Regions from separate parts of the Mus musculus genome. Here all the other regions are linked to region 3. Evidence: chromatin contacts called from public HiChIP or PLAC-seq and promoter capture Hi-C data. All regions are on one chromosome and are shown on one strand. The core of a region is the stretch at or near the end of the contact, and the rest is flanking DNA. Distances in the headings are between cores, read along the strand shown. Region 1 holds the start of Cmtm3 (CKLF-like MARVEL transmembrane domain containing 3). Region 2 has its middle 15 kb from the start of Cmtm4. Region 3 holds the start of E2f4 (E2F transcription factor 4). Region 4 holds the start of Edc4 (enhancer of mRNA decapping 4). Region 5 has its middle 21 kb from the start of Pdp2. Region 6 holds the start of Psmb10 (proteasome (prosome, macropain) subunit, beta type 10).

Region 1 (2,934 bases), core at 200-2,699, 960 kb before region 3:
AAAACAGCTACAGTCACCTCTGGTCTCTATCAGCACCCAGACACAAGAAAATGCACACACACACACACACACACACACACACACACACACACACACACACACTGTTAGAAAGGACAGATGTACAAAGTCCCCGTGGCAAGAGGAAGCATCAATTTTCCTGAGGGTGCAGTGGGAGGGATCATGACTAGTGATCTTAGCGCATCCGGGTGACAAGGAAGAAAGCATTAGTCTCTTAAAGAGCCTCACGATAGTTAATGGGGCAGGAGTGCAGACTTAGTGGTATTAAGAGAGCATCCATGATGGGCTAGCCGTGGGGGAGAACAAGGATAATTCCAGATCTCTGGTTAGTCCAGCACAGAACGAACCCAAGCCTTGGGCAGCTAACGAAAGAGGCCAGGAAGGAGGATGGGCTGGCTGAGGCCTGACAGGAGCGTGGCCTGTAAAATAGAGGAAGATGGGCAAGCCAAGAACTAGCGGGAGGGTGGCCTGGGAAGTAGTAGGAAAACTCTGAGAGGAGCCAAGAAGGGGAAAGCACTCTGAAAGAACTGATCTCGCCTGGTTAGAGCCAAGCCTGGAGAGGACTTAGCGGAGATGGGGGTGGGGTATGGGGGCAGTGTCCCTGTCCTGGAGTTGTCTAGGCAGTAAGTTACTTCGAGCTTAAAGAGCAGAACCGCTGAGCAAGGACAGGTGGTCGCTTTAGGGGGCGCTCAGGGCAGATAAGTGGGTCTGTGTCAGTCAGGACGGGGGGGGGGGGGGGGGGGGTAAGGAGTCAAACGACAAAAGAAGACTCCAGGCCAGCCACACAGAGCAAACAGAGAGCTGGAGTGCGAGGGGACTGGGAGGATCTGGGTACAGAATCTGTGTCACCCCGGGACGTAGCAGAAATAGTGAGTGCGGGAGGTGGGGAGGTAGGTGCTAGAAGGCTGCATGGGAAGGGGTGCGAGAATGGGGCAGAAGATAGGTGGGGCAGGTAAAGGAGGTGGGGGGGGGCAGTAGAGGGGGTGAAGAATGAGAAGTGACCGGAGGATAGAGGGCCAAGGATAGTCGGAGGGGCAGTGTAGTGCAAAGATTCATGGGTGGGGAAGTGAGAAGAGCAGGGTCGGAGGGACTGTGGGGTGCGCCGGGGTTGGTGGGCGGGACAGGATCGAGGGGGAACTGAGAATGAAAGGACAAGGTGCAGGGAAGGATCCTAAGGCTAGTGAAGAGGCAGAGGAAGTAAGTGGAAATAGAGAAGACAGAGAGAGACAGACTGGACTACATCTGAGGGGCAATGAGGAGTGGTTGGAAGGATGGAGCAGGATATGGGCAGGACGTAGGCAGAGGGGGAGTGGGGGAGGAGGAGATGGGAGGATCCACAGGACGGATGGGTAAGGCAGCGTCCACGGAACACGGGGGCTGCGTAGAGAATGGTCGGAGGGAGGATGGGCGGGGCAGGGTTCGAGGGGCAGTTGTGGGTGGGGATGGGGGAGGTGGGCGGGACAGCGGAGGATGAGTCCCCGGCCTAGTCTAACTCCACTTTTTCTTCTTCCGCACAGCGGGTTTCCGCTTCCCTCCAGGGCGGTGGGTGAGGCAGTGAGGCCCAGGCTCGACCAGATAGCGCCGCTATGTGGCCCCCGGACGCAGAGCCAGAGCCCGATCCAGAGTCCGCGCATGGCCCCCGAAGTGGCAGGACAGTGCCGGGACTCCGAGCCCTGTTGCCCGCGCGCGCCTTCCTCTGCTCTCTCAAAGGCCGCCTCCTGCTGGCCGAGTCGGTGAGTGCGTGTGCTCCCCGGGTGCGTGAAGCCCGGTACCCGCGCCCCAGCCTGGGGCCTTGCACCTCCAGCCCAGGAGAATTTGGACCACCGCCCCCAAGCTTGCTACGACTTCTCTGTAGCGGAGCTCGAGTCAGAATCAGGCCCGAGCCGTGTTCTTCCCGGATTCTCCAGTCTGCGAGGCCCTCGAAAGGGACCAGAAGTCAAGGGTTTGGGGTCCTGGTCCCCGCTGGAGCCGCAGCTCGGCTGCTGTGTGACCTCGAGCGCCTCCGCCCTCTCTGAGTCCCCGGGACTGCTGCGCTCGCTAAGCTTCTTCTGGCCTCGCCCGCCCTGCACACCCTCCCACCTCCTAGGCTGAGACCTAGCCGCCTGTGTGGTGAAGATCCTACGGAGTGGGATGTGCCCCCGGGGAGTGGGTGAGGCAGGGGCCACGTAGTGAAGACACAGGCGGACCACTGTTTCAGGGTGGCGAGCCTGCGGGGTGACTTCATGCCCTCCTTCCCCCCTCCCGCGCTGTACTCCTTCCTCCTCCCTGCTTGTCCCCACCCGGATAGGAAGGTCTCCTTTGTCCTCCCAACACTCATCATCACGTGTGGGGCGGGAACTGGCATGGAGCCTATGGAGATGGGGAGAGGGGTGGGAGGAGGGACGGTGGAAGGAGGAAACAGACCATAGTGACAGCCACTTGTTGCTCAGATACCTAGCAACTTAATATCCGACCTGCTCCCACTTCGAGTTGGGGATAGGAGAGACAGTGTCTTTAACTGCTAGGAAACTTGGCAGGTGACTCATCCAGTGACCTTGAGGATATCCTTGAGGGCAAAAGGGGGGTTCTGCCCCAGGACCTCTCCGTTGTACCCCAGGACCTACTAAGGAGCATCAACCCTGAGGTCTCCGGTAGAACCTAATACTTTGTTCCTAAATGAGGTGCCAAGCGGACCTAGAGCCCATTTTCTGGCCGTTTCAGATCTCTGGAAGCCTCTGGGAGGCGTGGGGCGGGTCTTTGAATCTACTGGCCACTGGCTTCAGTCCTACCTGCCCAGTACCCCTTCATGGAAAAGGAGTGAGTGCCAACCAGAAGTCACAAGATGTCCTTGCCCTAGCTGGGTGCCAGAAAGACAGGCCTAAGAAAATATGAAGGGTAGTAAGCTCATAGGGTATAGGGGAGCCTCCCCCAGTCATT
Region 2 (2,766 bases), core at 255-2,754, 890 kb before region 3:
TTCGCTGGACTGATTCTAGGGGCAGATTCTCAGCAACCCCACATCCCTGGATCATAGGATGCTGGGGACGAAGGTGGCAAAAGGAAGCAGCTGCCTGAAAAATCTGTGGCAATCCAAGGCTACTACAACTGTGCACTTAAGAGTGAGAAAACTTGGAATTTTCTTCCTCTCATTTCTTCTTCTCCCCTCCCCATCCTCCATACCCCTTCTTCCTCCTTCCTCTGGCCCTTTCCTCCTGTGTTGGGAACTGAACCCAAGACCTTGTGTATAGTAAGGCAGCTGCCTTGCTTGGTACATATGGCCTTTGCTGCTCCTTCATGGCCCTTTCAGTGTAGGATGCTAAGGTAGCTCCACACGTTTATGCCTAATTGCCTTCCTGCCTGAGTTCACACTGGCTGGCTTCATTCCAGTCCACCACCACAGGGTTCACTGCAGTTTGCCCTCTTTTGATTACCCATCCCACCCTCTCCCTCCTCTGGCCCTGAGAGAGATGCCTGATCATCCTGCGTGAGTTTGCTGGCCCACTGTCTCTATAGAGCACACTTTCCCATCCTCACTGCCACACCCTCATCATTATATGGATGTCCGTCACATGGCTGGCTCTCCCCTCTCTGGATCACACACCCATATCTGGCTGTACTACATACATGTGCACACCCTGACAAAAGCAACCTAAGTTTATTTCAACTTACAGTGTAAGGGTTGATAGTCCATCACGGCAAGTTATCCCTAGCAATGAACTGGAGGCCACTGATCAAGGTAGCAGAGAAAAATGGCTGCAAGCGATCAGCTTTCTTCTCCTTCTCTTTCCTTCTCCTCCTCCTCCTCCTCCTTCTTCTTCTTTTTTGTTTTGGTTTTTCAAGACAGGGTTTCTCCGTGTAGCCCTGGGTGTCCTGGAACTCCAGTTCAGGCTGGCCTTGAACTCAGAAATCTGCCTGCCTCTGCCTCCCAACTGCTGGGATTAAAGGTGTGTGCCACCACTGCCCCAGCCTTCCTTTTTTAAAAAATTAATTAATTAATCTATCTATCTATCTATCTATCTATCTATCTATCTATCTATCTATCTATCTATTATATGTAAGTACATTGTAGCTGTCTTCAGACACTCCAGAAGAGGGAGTCAGATCTCGTTACGGATGGTTGTAAGCCACCATGTGGTTGCTGGGATTTGAACTCTGGACCTTCGGAAGAGCAGTCGGGTGCTCTAACCCACTGAGCCATCTCACCAGCCCTTTTTTTTTAATAAAAAAAAAAATTCTTCTACTATTTTATTGTGTGTGCGGGTGTTTTGGCCTCATGTATGTAAGCATAGCACATGCATGCATTGTGCCCACAGAAGCCAGAAGAGGGTGTTGGATCGCCCTGGAACTAGAGTTACAGATGGTTGTGAGCTGCCACATGGGTTCTGCCAACCGAACTTGGTCCTTTGGAGATGCAGCCATGCAGCCAGTACCCTGCTGAGCCATCTCGCCACCCACACTCCCATCCCCACCTCCCTTTTTTCCTTTATGACTAGATCTCTCACTATGCAGTCCTGGTTAGCCTGGTTAGTCATACTGCAGAGCAGGCAGACCTCAAATTCCTGTGATTTCCTTGCCTCTGCCTCCTGAGGGTTAAAAGCATATGCCAGTAGATCCTGTAGCTTTCTTTTTTATGCAAACCAGTTCTCCAGCCCAGGGAACAGTACTGCACACATTCAGGATGGGCCGTTCCCATCTCAATTAACCTAATAAAGATAATCCCTTACAGGCACATCAGAGGCTTGTCTCCTTAGCGATTCTAGATCCCATCAAATTGGCAGTATTCATCATCGCATCCTGAATCAGGTCAACTCCGTGGCTTTGTCCTTCTCAGCTTGTTTCAGCTCTGAAGTCTTGCAGGAGGGTGCTTCTTTTTCCTATGGCAGTGGCTAACACTCTATGCCAGGCCTTCCACTCCCAAACACAGGAAATGGCTTTTCACCTACTGAAGTCTCAAACACCTGCTCCAGGGCTCCACAGTTTCCCATCATACCCACAGGTAGCCATCTCCCATGCACCACCCGACGAAAGGCCTTAGGACCAAATTGTTGTGGGGGGTGAGGGGGGAGAAGGGACCTGTAAAGATTCTAGCTTTCGAGTGTGGGAGTTATGGAGTTTACTTGTAGCCTCAGAGACCTTGGTCTCAGTCTGGACTGAGTGGGCTCCATGTTCACCTTTCTATTACTAGCATCTTAAGTATCTGCAGCCCGGGTCCATGAGTCCTTGGAAGGTGACCATAGCTCCCCAGAGAGGCAGGAAGGAGGCACAGGACTACATATATATCCACATATCCAGATGCCCACGCATGCAGATGGCAGAGAGCTGCCTTGCCCATGAAAGCAGGCAGTTGCCCAGGTGATGGATCTTGTGATTCGCTGAGAGCCTATCTTCCCTAAAATAGCTATCTTTGCTCAGTCTGAACTAGCAATTTATTTCTTCAGTTTTAAGGCCTGGTATTTGACATTGTTCAGCCTGGGATAGAAAGCATGCAACCTAGGGAGAAGGCCATATCAAAGAGACATTGAGATTCATGTCCCCAGCTCTGCTCCTGTGTGATCCTGGCCAGTGACTTCCTCCCTGGCTCTTTGTCACCATCTCTAAGCCCTTTCAAAAGTTCTGACCTGTGTCCTTGACACACATTTCAGGACACTGTGCATTGCTAGGATACTTAGGGTCTCCCTGAGTGGCAGGTGAGATTTTCTCTTCTTTGGAGGATGACACTCACCAGAAGCCAAGGGACTTCCCC
Region 3 (3,146 bases), core at 339-2,838:
CCACTTCACGGCCCAGAAACCCCTACTTCTCCCCCAAGGCCCCTCCTTCAAAGCAGAAAGGAAGGAAGTTGAGTCTCTGGCACTTTATTCCCAACAGGAAAAGCATCTGCATTGAGGTGGGGAGCGCTGGGCGCCATTTCCTGTTGGGTGGGGGCAGCTGTGGACTCCCCCGGTGAGCACCAAGTCTTGATCAGCCCACCTTAGACTTCTAAATACTCCGGAAACACATATGCATATTTAAAGCTGATTTGGCCTCAAGCTGGTTTGAAGGATGACCCCCTATGTGGTAGAGCCTCAGCAAACCGCAGTCGAGTCTGAGAACCACAGATGGTATATGCCTTGGTAGGGGAAAGATCACATGTGGTGAGGCAAAAGAATAGTGAGAGATGGCAGTTAGGGATCCAAAAAGCTACATTGTTCCTGTAAGTGATGGGGAGCTAGGGAGGACACTAGATATAATGGAGCACCACCCAAATCCACCCATCATAATAGACCCTCACTTCCTACTGTCAGAAGGGTTGACAGCTAAGACCTCAGGAAGACTACCCCAACTTCAGGCTCCATTATAACTAGAGCTTCCGAAGTCTGCTTTCTCACAAGTGTGAATCATCAATCAATTTGGGGAAGGCAATTTGTGTCCTAGAGGGACTGACCGTCATAAAGACATAACCATAAGTGATAACACTGTTAAAAATAAATAAGACTTGCAAGCTGGTAAGATGGCTCAGAGGCTCAGAGCACTTGCTCCTCTTGCAGAGGACAGGGCTTCAGTTCCCAGCACCTACACGGCAGCTAATAATAACTGCCTGTTAACTCTAGCTCCCAGAGATCTGACACCCTCTTCTAAACCTCCTTGAGCACCTGCACACATGTGGACAAACATAAACACATACACACACAATAATAATAATGATGATGATGATAATAATAATATAAACCTTTAAAAACTGCAAAAATAAATGAGACTTGCAAACACACAGTTCTTCCCATGTGTCAGAAAATGCCTTAAAGGCTTTGCTTATATTCACACGCAGGCAAACACCTTTGCATGGACTAAGTAGTGGTTGGAAATAAGACTCCTGGCCACTGTGAACTGTATGTAGCATGGAGGCCAGCGAAAAATGATGCTGGAACGAAATAAGAGATAGAAGTATGCAAGCTATTTATTGTTAGTGCTTGCTGTTTTGGCAGGAAGTAACAGGAACAGCAGGAATTATCTCTGAACATCAGGGAAGCCTTTAGAATAAGTTTTAAGCAAATAGGCTAAGCTTGTGGCTTATGGCTTCCCTTCCCTGGATGGAATGTTCAGGCAGTTAGTAGTCTAGAAGCAGCTTAGCAAGGAAGAGTCGGGTGGTTCTCGCTTCTCAACTGCCGGTACTGCTCACTAACTTCTTCCATTTCCTACCATACAATTTTTTCAGGTTTCCTAGCTGCCCTAAGGAGTTGTTTTGGTTTCCTTTGCTAATGATACATTTGCCGACGGTCCCCCGGAGTTTTGCGTCCGGATCAGCAGACGGGAGTTGCACCAGATACCCTGGGAAGGCGCGAGACGGAAGCGGAAGCAGCCTTGATAGCTCCGGTGGCCCGGCGACTAGGAACGGAAGCGGAAGTGGCGCCGCCGCCGGCCTCGCCTGGCCTGGCTGAGGGGAGGCGGCGGGCGGGCGCGATGGCGGAGGCCGGGCCACAGGCGCCGCCGCCCCCGGGGACTCCAAGCCGGCACGAGAAGAGTCTGGGACTTCTCACCACCAAGTTCGTGTCGCTCTTGCAGGAAGCCAAGGACGGCGTGCTTGACCTCAAGCTGGTGCGCTCCGGGCCGAGGGGGCGACTGGGGAGATGGGGGCACCAGGCCTGGACCGGGAGCGGGAAGCCAGCGGGGCGGCCCCACTGAGTCCTCCGGCCGCCATCCGTGTGCTTTCTCACCCTGATGAGAGAGGCGGGAGGTTGTTTCCATTCACCGAAGCCATTAAGCCTCAGCTCTGTCTGGGTCCCGGCTGCAGGTGCAGGCCCTCGTGGCCCTTGGCGACTAGGACAGGGAGCCGAGCATCAGAACACAGCTAAGCCAAGACTCTTCCCGACACACTCGCGGAGTGATTGGAAGGAACGCCAGGGTTGGGACATAAGACTACCTCCCATTCCAGACTAAACATCTCAGGGTGCACACTTTTTAAGAGTGGGGCTCCATTCTCCATTCTGTTCTACCTGCCAGGCAGCCGACACTCTTGCTGTGCGCCAGAAACGGCGGATCTACGACATCACCAACGTGCTGGAAGGCATCGGTCTGATCGAGAAGAAATCCAAGAACAGCATCCAGTGGAAGTGAGTGTGGGCTGTTTGGGGAGGGCAGAAGTGTCAGGGGTGTTGGGGTTGGGAGGGGATGGTGATGTTTATAGGAGAGAGTTGGGGTCTGGCACCCAGAGATCTTAGGGATCCCACGCTCAGTCTCTCAATCCCATGGTTCAGGGGCGTCGGGCCAGGTTGCAATACCCGGGAGATCGCTGACAAGCTGATTGAGCTCAAGGCAGAGATCGAGGAGCTGCAGCAACGAGAGCAAGAACTGGACCAGCACAAGGTGTGGGTGCAGCAGAGCATCCGGAATGTCACTGAGGACGTCCAGAACAGCTGATATCCTCTGCCAGTCCCTGCCTCGGGGAGTGGGCAAGGGGCGCTCAGCTGGTTTTGCTCTGTGGCGCTCTGGGTCCTGTACCTCTTAAAAGAATGCTCCAGCAACCCCTGGTCAGATTCAGACGGGAGGCTCCAGTCTCTTCCAGCCTTAGCCCATGATCCTTACCCACCTGGACCCCAGGTTCCAGAAATTTCCTCTGAGGGCTGTGTGGAAGGCATAGGCTGAAACATTGGGTCTCTTCTGTGGTCTGCCATCTGGCACAAAAAAAAGCCTCAGCTGTTCTCCTTAACCCCCACACCTTGGCCTACGTGACTCATGAAGACATCTGCAGATGCTTTGCTGGTGAGCGGAGCCTGGGTAGAGGGAGGTGGGGGGTGGGGCTGAGCTAAGTCATGGACCCATGGTCCAAAAAGAAGTTCCAGCTCTCGAAGGTTCGTGATGCCTACTTAAAGAGAAACAGGCAGCAGGTGTCAGTTTGGAAGTCACTGGGACTCTGTAGGGTACAAGAGTCCCCAGTGTGTCC
Region 4 (3,206 bases), core at 440-2,939, 580 kb after region 3:
TTGTTTTTTTAATCTACTGACAAGTTGCTCTAGTAACCCAAAGAAGTGAAGGAGAAAGCAGCTGCCTCACCAACCGCCCAGATATTGATTTGTTCAGATGTTTCAATGCCTCATGATACAATAAAACCACAAAAATTTTCTTAACAGTTTAAATTGTTTTAATTAGTTAAGTAGTTGGCTGGGCATCAACAGTTCCAGCCCATTGTCTCACTTTCCCCACCCCCATCTGCCTCACCTCAACAGAACCTACTGCAAGGAGCAGATTCACTCAAGTGGCTAAGCTCGCATGTCTGCGGGCCGGGGCAGAGTTCTCTCCAGCCCCAGGGTTTTGGAACGCAGGCCTGGCCTGAAGCTTCTCTTGGACTGAAGGCTCTTCAGTCAGCTCTGTCTGATACCACCTGTGGCCTCTGCTCTGTAGATTTGGGTCTAGTAGCAGGGTAGATATTCTGTAGCAGCTAGAAAGGCCTTAGCAAATATGGCTTCCCATATTTATACCCTCTGGGTTGAAGTCCTAAATGTAGGGGCCTGCTCTATACCCAAAATAAGTGACATGCAGATGCCCACATTCCCCAAGCAAAGCGAGAGATGCTGTGCTGCCTGCTTGGGATATCAGAGCCAGGCGCCATTAGGTGGAGTATAAATTCCACACTGGAAGGAAGCAGTGTGAAGGAGTGCTCTAACTCTCCCCTCAAGACCTGTGCAGGGCATTTACACACCATCTTCCTACTTTCCACATACCCCATACACTCTTCAAATCCCAGGAAATCTTAACTAGTATGGCAGTTTCTGCCCTGTTTCTTAGTCTGGGCACAGGTCTTGCTCAGTACCGATATAGCTTTTCATCCTTGAGACCTCTGGATAGTATAAAGCTACTAAAATAGCAACTGCAAGCTAGAACCAAGCCCAGGATTTGGGGTTTAGGATTGGCTAGGCACACCTGAACATGCCCTTCTCCCTGCTCTCCTGCATTGTGAGGGGAGAGTAAAGATTTCCACATACTCCACAGGTTGCCTGGTTAGACCAGCATAGTCCTGGACGCTACACAGAAGGTTCCAGTGGGATTGATCTCTAGCTGCTGTGTATTGGGGGAAGTAGGGGTGGGAGAGAGGTAGATGCCAGCTGCCTCTTAATCCACCCTGTATAAAATCTGCAATACAGCTTCTTCCATGTACCTGTGCCTGAAATGTCTGCAATAAAGAGGTGTTTGTAAACTATGGTCTCTTTATTCCTAACGTGAAGTTACCGTGTGGGACAAGGGGTTACTGGGGACAGTTGGTAACAATGACAGTTTTGGGGGTAGAAACTATCTCCCTTGCCCTTGCATCTCCTGGGGCTAATGACCTCGAAGATGTCTTGGTCTTGCTTACTCCTAAGCGGGGGAACAGACCCTTACCAGTTCACCTTATTTAAGGTCTGAAAAGTTACTACCTGAGTGGTAAAGTTGGCTTTGTTGTACCATTATCCAGTTCATCAGAATGGCCTAGGACCTGGGTTAGATCTCCAGAGATGGTAGGGTTTTAGGCAGTCCAATGCTGAGTACATTTACTCTTTCTCAGTCTTGTGAAGTTTAGCCACTACTGGGCTAGCCAGGAGCAAGCAGCCTACGGAGGCTGCCTCTGATAGGAACTGGGGCTCCTTGAGCTCGGAACCTTTCTTCTGCGGTAGTTGTAGGTTCCGGGAGCGAAGGTCAGTGGGACCGGAAGTGGAGGCGGTTGGTGGGGTTGGCAGGGCTCACGGACGCAGTCCGGGCGGCGGTTTGCGAACTGCGGCTAGGTTTTGTGTAGTGCTCTGTCTCCTCTCTAGCGGGGTCGTGGCTGGGCGAAATTGGACACTGCGGAGGTAGAGGAACTAACGTCGGGCGAGCAGGACTCTCGTGGCTGGGCCCATGGCCTCCTGCGCGAGCATCGACATTGAGGACGCCACGCAGCATCTGCGGGACATACTCAAACTGGACCGGCCCGCCGGAGGTGAGCCGGGATGGGGTGTGTAGGCTCTTAGCGAAGTGGTGGACGTATGGCGTGGATCTGAACCGTTTTCGGGTGCCATAGGCTCCATTAGCCAGACTCGGGATCCTCCGGTTTGATTGCGGAGGACAGGAATTGGAGTCATGGATGATCCCTGGGTATATCCAGAGAATGGCGCAGACCCCTGGGTGTTACCCCTCCCCATCCTATGCCAGACCATTCTGCCTTGTTCTTAAGTGTTTTGGCTGAAGGTATGGCGCTCTCCTCGGAATCCACTCAATCCATCTGGTTTCCTTGCCTCCAAATTTCAGTGCTTTGAGAACTGGCCCCGTATCCCTCCTCGCCAGGGTTCAGAGGCCTGGTGCAGTGTCGGTTTAGCGAGTTCTAGGCCTAGAATTAAGTGATCTGCTGAAGAGCCTCTGTGCCCACCCTGCAACTTGGCTTCCCCCCAAAAGTGTATACTCCCAGGCCAGGTGTTGCTCTGAAAACGATTTTCTGGCAAAAGGTGGACAACCCCAAAAGCATGTTTCTCCTGGATTGAAGGCAGATCACAGACAGGCTCTGATGAGGTTAGATTAGGTTCCAAACGTCAGCAAGCCCATATGTTCCCAATTCATTCGAGTTTTACTTAGGCTCCCAGTATCCTCCTTGGGGCTACTCTTCCCAGATGAGAGTTCCCAGGACAGAAGGCCACCAGCATTGTAATATAATGTTATTGTAAAAGGATGGTCAGGGTACTTTGATGGGAATGGGGAAATAACGGTGAGGGAGATAGAGGGCTGGTTTGAGAGGAGACTGTTAGGGCTAGTTTGGATACTATAGACAGGAGATTGAATACCAGGAAAAGTCCTCGAGGCACTTATGTGGAAGACACATATTACAAAAAGGAAATAGTATGTATAAAAATGAGATGTTTCCGTGCGATTCAGAGACGTTTGAACATTGAGGTGGTTGACCAGAGATAATGGTGTACATACTGAGAAGTGATTCTTTTCTCACACCTTTTATGCCTGCTGGTGGAACCCAGACTGCTAAAGCGGGCACTTGTACTCTCCAGTGGGTTCAGCTGAGACAGCCACAGATAATCCGTTTGCTGTCTGAGCCTCCTGGGCTTGTGCTTTCAGGGTGTGCTCCCTTGACTCATGAGGCGGTTAGTGCCTCTGATGCCCACGGTCAGCTGAGCAGACAACTGTGTACAGACTTTGTAGAGCCTGGCATGATTAGCTGTGTAGCCTAGGCCTT
Region 5 (3,015 bases), core at 435-2,934, 730 kb before region 3:
AACTGTTTTTTTTTTTTTTTTACAAAGAGCTGCTGCGGGTTACTGAGATGTCTCCATCCCAGTCTGCTGCAGGCAGTTCCTCATTGTATGCTGTCCCCAGAACAAAGCCATTAAGGGCTTGATTCATTCATTTGGTCACCACACTCTAATTGTTGCTGGAAAAAAACATTATGAGCACACTCATAGGTGCATTCCACCCATCTCCTAGGCTTTTGTTAATCCAATCAAACTGGCTATCATAAGCAATCATCACTCCAGACCCAATGACACTGGCCTATAACCTATATACTTAGGGGATGGAGGCAGGAGGATCATGAGCTGGGGGCCAGCCTGGACTACATAGCCAGGCCAAGGTCAGCCTGGACAGTGAGACACATTAATAACAGTAACTAAAATCACAACAGGCACCTTACCAAACATAAAGTGCATGAGCTCATAGATGTCAGAGGCTTCACCACTAAGAAGGTATTCCTCTATGAAACATTCAGACTTCTGTGAGGTGGGATGGAATTCGTTTGCTGCAGGATTCCCCAGAGCCTGAACCAGGCCATTGTGTAACTGGGAATAGTAAGCAGAAATCCATCCAACTGCCGCTCCTTCCAAGGAGTGGGCCATGGCTCTTTATCTTAGAGCATTTTGTGGTATCAAGTCCAACAAGAGCAGAACTCAGAGGAAGCACAGAGGAGTTGTGCTCTTAAATCTTATCCAGTCCTGGCCCCCCCGCTTGGAGACAGAGCAGGCAGGAATGACCATAGAATCCAAGGTGTCCCAGGTCAGGACCTCTGCCCCTGCTGTTTGCTCTGTAGGAAATGTTCTTCCTTTCTAAATTTAGATCTCTTCCAAAGTCTTACAGGAAAGAGTCTTCCCTGATTTCCCAGAGGACAACAGCTGCACCCAGCCACTAGAGGGCTCAGATAGTAAAGGCTTTTACCTATAAGCCTGAGGAATTGAGTTCCACTTAGGTGGTGAAAGGAGAAAACTGCAAATCTTCTGACCTCTAGAGAGAGAGAGAGAGAGAGAGAGAGAGAGACGGGGGGAGAGAGATGGGGGGGAGAGAGAGAGAGAGAGAGAGAGAGAGAGAGAAGAAGAAGAAGAAGAAGAAGGAGGAGGAGGAGGAGGAGGAGGGCATGGTGGCCCATGCCTTTAATCCCAGCACTTGGGAGGCAGAGGCAGGTGGATTTCTGAGTTCGAGGCCAGCCTGGTCTACAGAATGAGTTCCAGGACAGCCAGGGCTATATAGAGAAACCCTGTCTCAAAAAACCAAACAAGAAGAAGAAGGGGTAGGAGGAGAAGGAGGAGGAGGAGAAGGAGGAGGACGAGGAGGAGGAGGAGGAGGACGAGGACGAGGACGAGGAGGAGGAGGAGGAGGAGGAGAAGGAGAAGAAGAAGAAGAAGAAGAAGAAGAAGAAGAAGAAGAAGAAGAAGAAGAAGAAGAAGAAGAAGAAGAAGGGGAGGGAGGGAAGGAAGGAGGGATGGATGAATGGAGGGAGGAAGGGGAAGGGAAGGATATGTATGAGAGACAGAGAGACAGACAGAGATAGACAGAAAGACAGAGAGACAGACAAAGATAGACAGACGGACACACACACACAAAGAGGAACTCAGAGACAGAATCAGACAGAGACAGAGTCCCCATCCCCAGGGCCAGGGGGCGCTCTCAGCCCCCTCCTGAGCCATTTCCTCGGTGCAAGCTTAGGGAAGTAGTCAGTGTTCCACCGTATCTCCCCACGGCAAGGTAGTCAACGAAATGAAACCGTAAAGAGTGTGTAAGTTCCTACAGTTTCATTCTCCAGAACTAAGCATTGTTAACTTCCTGCCCCATTAAACGTTTCTTAACAGATAAACAGGCTAGCACAATGAGGGAGGGAGGGGGAAAGCACAGACCATTATCAACGCGTCCTTTCTTCTTGGTCACAATCAGCCTTTTCTATTTCACGTTCTGTCTTGGCCAATTCCAGCCCCACGCTCTACCTACATCAAGATGCAGGGTGCAACTGCTCAGGCCAAGGCCGGGTTACTCCAGCCAGAGGAGGCTGGGACGTTGATACCCTGCACGTCCCCATCCTCATGCACATCCCAGGCTGCCAGCTGGTCCCTCGCAATGCCTGGAGCTGCCTACGGGCTTGCTCTAGCCAGGGCTTCCCTAGGAGAAGCAGAGAGGGAACTCTGGCACTCGCAATTTCCTGGAGAGTTACTGTTTCGTTAAATAGCACAAACGGATTGGGGTCGTTGCTTGATGACCTAGGAGCCACTGAAGGTTTTCCTTTCGATGAGCGAGCTTGAGGCGCCCCCTTCTGGCAGCCTCTGCTTATAGATATTGCAAGTGAAAGTGCCGCCAGAACCCATACTTCAACTACTCAGAAGGGCCTCTCCTGCTTCCTCTACCCACGCCAAATTCCCAAGGCCGTTCTTTCACTCGTCTCCAAACTCATTTTCAAGAAAGGATACGAGTCATTTGCAACTCGGAGTGCAAAATCCATCCAACTATGTCACTGCCAATTAGTTTTTTTTAGTTTTAGAGTATTAGTTTTTTTCTTTTCTTTTCTTTTTTTAATAGGACTGGAGAGATGTCTTGGCAGATAAGAGCACTTACTGCTCTTGGAGGGGACTTGGAGACAATCCTCAGCACCTTTGTGGTTGCTTACAACCATTTGTAACTCTAGTTCTGGGGGGAATCTGATGCTCTCTTCTGACCTCTGAGGGCACCAGGCACACATGTGGTACAAATACATACATGTGGGCAAACACTCATATACATAAAAGTAGGTAAAAGTTTTTACATTTTAAAAAAACATGTGGGGGCTGGTGAGATGGCTCAGCGGTTAAGAACACCGACTGCTCTTCCAAAGGTCCTGAGTTCAAATCCCAGCAACCACATGGTGGCTAACAGCCATCCGTAGTGAGATCTGATGCCATCTTCTGGAGTGTCTGAAGACAGTTACAGTGTACTTACATATAATAAATAAATAAATATTAAAAAAACCCATGTGCATGTATGTGTCGGGGGGGGCAGTC
Region 6 (3,184 bases), core at 216-2,715, 640 kb after region 3:
TCCGTTCAAATCAACCCCGCCCACGACCAGTGATGCCCCCACGTGGCCTTGGTACCTGTGGAGGAGCAGGCAGGGTTAATGTTAGCAGACAGGCCCCGCCCATTACACTGCCTTTTGGTCTGAGTCCCACCCCTTCCTTTGGCCTGGCGTCCTGCAATTGACGCTGCCTCTTCCGGAACTCAGCTTGGTCTGTCTTCTTCCGGTCTCCCTGCAGGTCGCAGCCCCGCTCCCCCCCACTCCACGTCCCGCCTCCTGTCAACTCCACCCACCTGCAGATACCCCGTTTAGGGGTCATCTTAGCCCCACTTGCTCACCGGAAAAGCGTCTGGCGCAGGATACGGGTGACCGTGGCCACCCGAGGCTCACGGCCGGTGGACAGCGCATGTAGTTCCATCTTGGAAGCTGCCATCCGCGTAGTCATCTCAGTGTCCGCAGCTACTCCAGCCCCACAGCAGCTAAGGGACAAAGGGATGGTGGATGTGGACAGGGACGTGCAGGGACAAAGTAGGGAGTGAGCGACAGTGCAGCTTATGTTTGAATATGGGGACTGGTCCGGGGCATACTGACTAGATTTTAGGGGCGATGAAGTGGATCTTCTCGCAGCTTTTGTCCGCCACAACCGAATCGTTAGTGGCCCGCGTGTCCGCTCCCAGGATGACTCCATCCTGCAGAGGCAGAGCCCAGCCTTAATGCCCACCTGATCTCCGCAGTGGCTGCCCTTCTAGCCCTCCAGCCCTTATCACCCCGCTTACTCGGAACACAAGCCCCGCGATGGTAGTCCCGGTCTTGCGTGCATGAGGAACCCGAAGTCCCGGAAGGACGTGTTCCAAGGACGCATTCCTGGAAACATTGGGGTGACTCGCGTTTCAGTTCTGCATCAAGGGAGGGTCCCTGAACCGGTCCCCAAACCCATTTCTACTCATCTCCTGGCTTAAGCCCCTACTTGGTCACCCAACATAGGGTTCCCCCACTCCACCAATAAAACAAGGCACCAGCAGTTCGTGACTAGAACTCCACTCCCCTTTCACCTCTGGCAGTTCTCGAAAGAGAAGCCTCCTGTGGGTTCCACTGCCTGCTTCAGCATCTCGCAGGAAGGCCAAGTGAGAATGCGGGGGTCTCGATGAGTGGATCAGCCAGGGGGAGCAGAGGCGTCTGTCCTGGCTTCTGTGGGGTTTTTCCGGACGCTTCCTACTTTCGCTTTCACCCCCACCCTAGTTCAGAGGCTGTTGGCTGCTGTGTGCATCTTCTCTTTCACTTTCGTCTTTGCTGCTAGTCCCAGATAACTTGAGGAAGGGGCTATTACACTCCTTGCCAGACCTATGGTGCGCCTTAGATCCTCCATTCCCATCTCTGCTGACACCCCCTGAGCACTGCAGGCACATACATGTATTCAGGTAAAACACTCACACACATAACCCCTTAAAAGTAAGTAGAAATGAAGCCCTTGCAGGCTTAGTTATGTGTGTGAGTGAATGTGGTATGTGCATGCCACATGCCCACCAAGGTCAGAAGAGGGCATCAGATTCCCTGGAACTGAAGTTACAGATGATCATGAGCCACCATGTGGGCGTGCCACCACGTGGGCGTTGGGAACCAAACTCAGGTCCTCTCCAAGTGCAAAAAAATGCTCTTAACTTCTGAGTGCTTGCTCTCTCTCTCTCTCTAATGTCTCACATTAAATCTTCTTTAGATGAACTGTCTTTTCTTCAGATCCTAAACTTTTTTTTTGGGGGGGGGGGGCGCTTGAAAAACTGTTTTTCAGTGTAGTTGAGTGTAGCCCTGTCTGCCCTGGAATAAGCTCTGTAGACAAGGTTGGCCTGGATGAGAAGATTAAAGGCATGTGTACCACCACGTGGCCCTAATTTTTTAATTTTTTTATGGCTTATTTTATGTGCGTTGGTGTTTTGCCTGCATGTCTGTGTGAGGTGTCAGCTCCCCTAAAACTGGAGTTACAGACACTTGTGAGCAGCCATGTGGGTGCTGGGTATTGAACCAGGGTCCTCTGGAAAAACAGCTTCTTTCAACAGACGCTGAGCCATCTCTCTAGCCCCATTTATTTGTTTGTTTTTTCGAGACAGGTTTTCTCTGTATAGCTCCGGCTGTCATGGAATCCAAGTTCTTACATTAACAATCCCCAGCCCCAATATCTTAAATTCTATTTATTTGTTTGTGTTTTGGGGACAGAATCTCTGTGGTCTTGGCTGTCCTGGAACTGTGTGTATCAGAGTGGCCTACAGAGATCTGCCTGCCTCTGCCTCCCAAGTGTTGAGTTGAAGGCGTGCACCACCATGCTTTATTATAAATTTCTGTATCCAACCAGAACTCAAAAGTCGACTTCAAATCCTATTTCTCTGTGTCCCCATTCTAACAGCCATATACCCAGATCTGAATATTGTCCTGGGCCCCTAAGAAGGAAGCCACAGAGCAAGCTTCCTGAGCAGCTCAACTAGGACAATGAAAATCTATTTACATATCTCAAAGTCAGTCCAGTCTGGGGCCTTAGCAAAGCCCACTGAACCCCGTGTTCCCCTAAGCCCAGATCAAGCATGCATCAGCCAGGTGATGCAGGTTATCTAAGGAACCTAGTAGTGCCTTCCCCTTAACCCATAACAAACACCCTGCACTTATTTATAACAGCTAGGTCTTTATTCAGGGGGTGGGGGACTTGGGCTGGCAGCTGGCGACTTAGGAGTGCGGTAGGCACCCAGTAGGATGGCATTGATATGCTCCAGTGTCTTATTGCTGAAGACCATGTTGAGGTGATCTGTCTCGTTCATGGGCAGCAAATGTACGGGCTGCGACTGGCGGCCCTGCCACTGGCCACAGAGCTCAGTGCTGCGGGTGGCTACGGTGTCGTCCCCATCTTCATAGAGTGCAGCCACGGGGTCTTTGTAGGGGAAGTTGTGGTCATAGATGTAGGTGTGGGGTGTGGGTCTGCCCACACCGTAGAGACAATATACTTCTACACCAGGTGCGGGGAGGCGCTCCAGTAGGTCACGAGACTGAAGAAACATGTGCCAGCCTTCTTCAAAATGCAGATCTGTGAAAAAACGCTCAAAGTCTTGGACGGTGTAGTTGAAGTTTGGTGTGGAAATGAACACATGGTCTTCAGGCCACACGTGAGGGGCTGGGAGCATCCAGGGGGAAGTCGTGGTTATGCGCTGCTCCTCTTTCAGCTTTATGT

What was found. Promoter capture Hi-C pulls out the DNA fragments that hold promoters and counts their contacts. HiChIP or PLAC-seq counts read pairs in DNA pulled down with a chosen protein or histone mark.
Region 1: a contact with region 3 is called in a promoter capture Hi-C map of pre-B cells, with 4 times the contacts expected there. The contact joins the promoter of Cmtm3 here to the promoter of E2f4 in region 3. A contact is called at or near these places in 13 of 39 promoter capture datasets (the 3T3-L1 cell line, 3T3-L1-derived adipocytes, the HPC-7 cell line and 8 more) and 6 of 115 datasets of contacts at active chromatin or transcription factors (astrocytes, bone marrow-derived macrophages, craniofacial prominence and 2 more).
Region 2: a contact with region 3 is called in a promoter capture Hi-C map of embryonic stem cells, with 5 times the contacts expected there. The contact joins the enhancer-like site here to the promoter of E2f4 in region 3. A contact is called at or near these places in 4 of 39 promoter capture datasets (the 3T3-L1 cell line, cranial neural crest, embryonic stem cells and 1 more) and 2 of 115 datasets of contacts at active chromatin or transcription factors (astrocytes and embryonic stem cells).
Region 4: a contact with region 3 is called in a promoter capture Hi-C map of liver, with 2.1 times the contacts expected there. The contact joins the promoter of Edc4 here to the promoter of E2f4 in region 3. A contact is called at or near these places in 2 of 39 promoter capture datasets (both in liver) and 2 of 115 datasets of contacts at active chromatin or transcription factors (effector CD8 T cells and pancreatic cancer cells).
Region 5: an H3K4me3 HiChIP or PLAC-seq map of craniofacial prominence shows a contact between it and region 3, with 5 times the contacts expected there. The contact joins the enhancer-like site here to the promoter of E2f4 in region 3. A contact is called at or near these places in 3 of 39 promoter capture datasets (the C10 cell line, cranial neural crest and liver), 6 of 115 datasets of contacts at active chromatin or transcription factors (astrocytes, bone marrow-derived macrophages, craniofacial prominence and 3 more) and 1 of 9 other capture datasets (adipose tissue).
Region 6: a contact with region 3 is called in a FOXA1 HiChIP or PLAC-seq map of pancreatic cancer cells. The contact joins the promoter of Psmb10 here to the promoter of E2f4 in region 3. A contact is called at or near these places in 2 of 39 promoter capture datasets (liver and neural stem cells), 1 of 115 datasets of contacts at active chromatin or transcription factors (pancreatic cancer cells) and 1 of 9 other capture datasets (liver).

The regions. Positions count from the first base shown.
Region 1 is chr8:104,339,145-104,342,078 of GRCm38.p6, forward strand. Cmtm3 (CKLF-like MARVEL transmembrane domain containing 3) reads left to right here and starts at 1,450. Exons shown (of 5, transcript NM_024217.3): 1 at 1,450-1,751. The coding sequence starts at 1,605.
Region 2 is chr8:104,409,332-104,412,097 of GRCm38.p6, forward strand. No RefSeq gene overlaps it. Among named protein-coding and RNA genes, the nearest start is that of Cmtm4, 15 kb to the left of the region's middle. Within about 2 kb of position 1,505, at least 62 of the 459 cell types and tissues checked have an H3K27ac peak or open chromatin away from gene starts, as enhancers often do. A contact at or near this core is called in embryonic stem cells and hippocampal neurons, where this site is marked.
Region 3 is chr8:105,296,075-105,299,220 of GRCm38.p6, forward strand. E2f4 (E2F transcription factor 4) reads left to right here and starts at 1,589. Exons shown (of 10, transcript NM_148952.1): 1 at 1,589-1,801; 2 at 2,207-2,316; 3 at 2,461-2,622; 4 at 2,922-2,965. The coding sequence starts at 1,667. Exoc3l (exocyst complex component 3-like) reads right to left here and starts at 39. Exons shown (of 14, transcript NM_177788.5): 1 at 1-39.
Region 4 is chr8:105,879,192-105,882,397 of GRCm38.p6, forward strand. It overlaps Edc4 (enhancer of mRNA decapping 4), which reads left to right and starts at 1,690. Exons shown (of 29, transcript NM_001301100.1): 1 at 1,690-1,967. The coding sequence starts at 1,886. It overlaps Nutf2 (nuclear transport factor 2), which reads left to right. Exons shown (of 5, transcript NM_026532.4): 5 at 1-1,211.
Region 5 is chr8:104,568,942-104,571,956 of GRCm38.p6, forward strand. No RefSeq gene overlaps it. Among named protein-coding and RNA genes, the nearest start is that of Pdp2, 21 kb to the right of the region's middle. Within about 2 kb of position 1,685, at least 208 of the 459 cell types and tissues checked have an H3K27ac peak or open chromatin away from gene starts, as enhancers often do. A contact at or near this core is called in adipose tissue, bone marrow-derived macrophages, craniofacial prominence and 1 more, where this site is marked.
Region 6 is chr8:105,936,927-105,940,110 of GRCm38.p6, forward strand. Psmb10 (proteasome (prosome, macropain) subunit, beta type 10) reads right to left here and starts at 1,466. Exons shown (of 8, transcript NM_013640.3): 1 at 1,029-1,466; 2 at 753-840; 3 at 568-665; 4 at 315-455; 5 at 1-55. The coding sequence starts at 1,084. It overlaps Lcat (lecithin cholesterol acyltransferase), which reads right to left. Exons shown (of 6, transcript NM_008490.2): 6 at 2,625-3,184. The coding sequence ends at 2,646.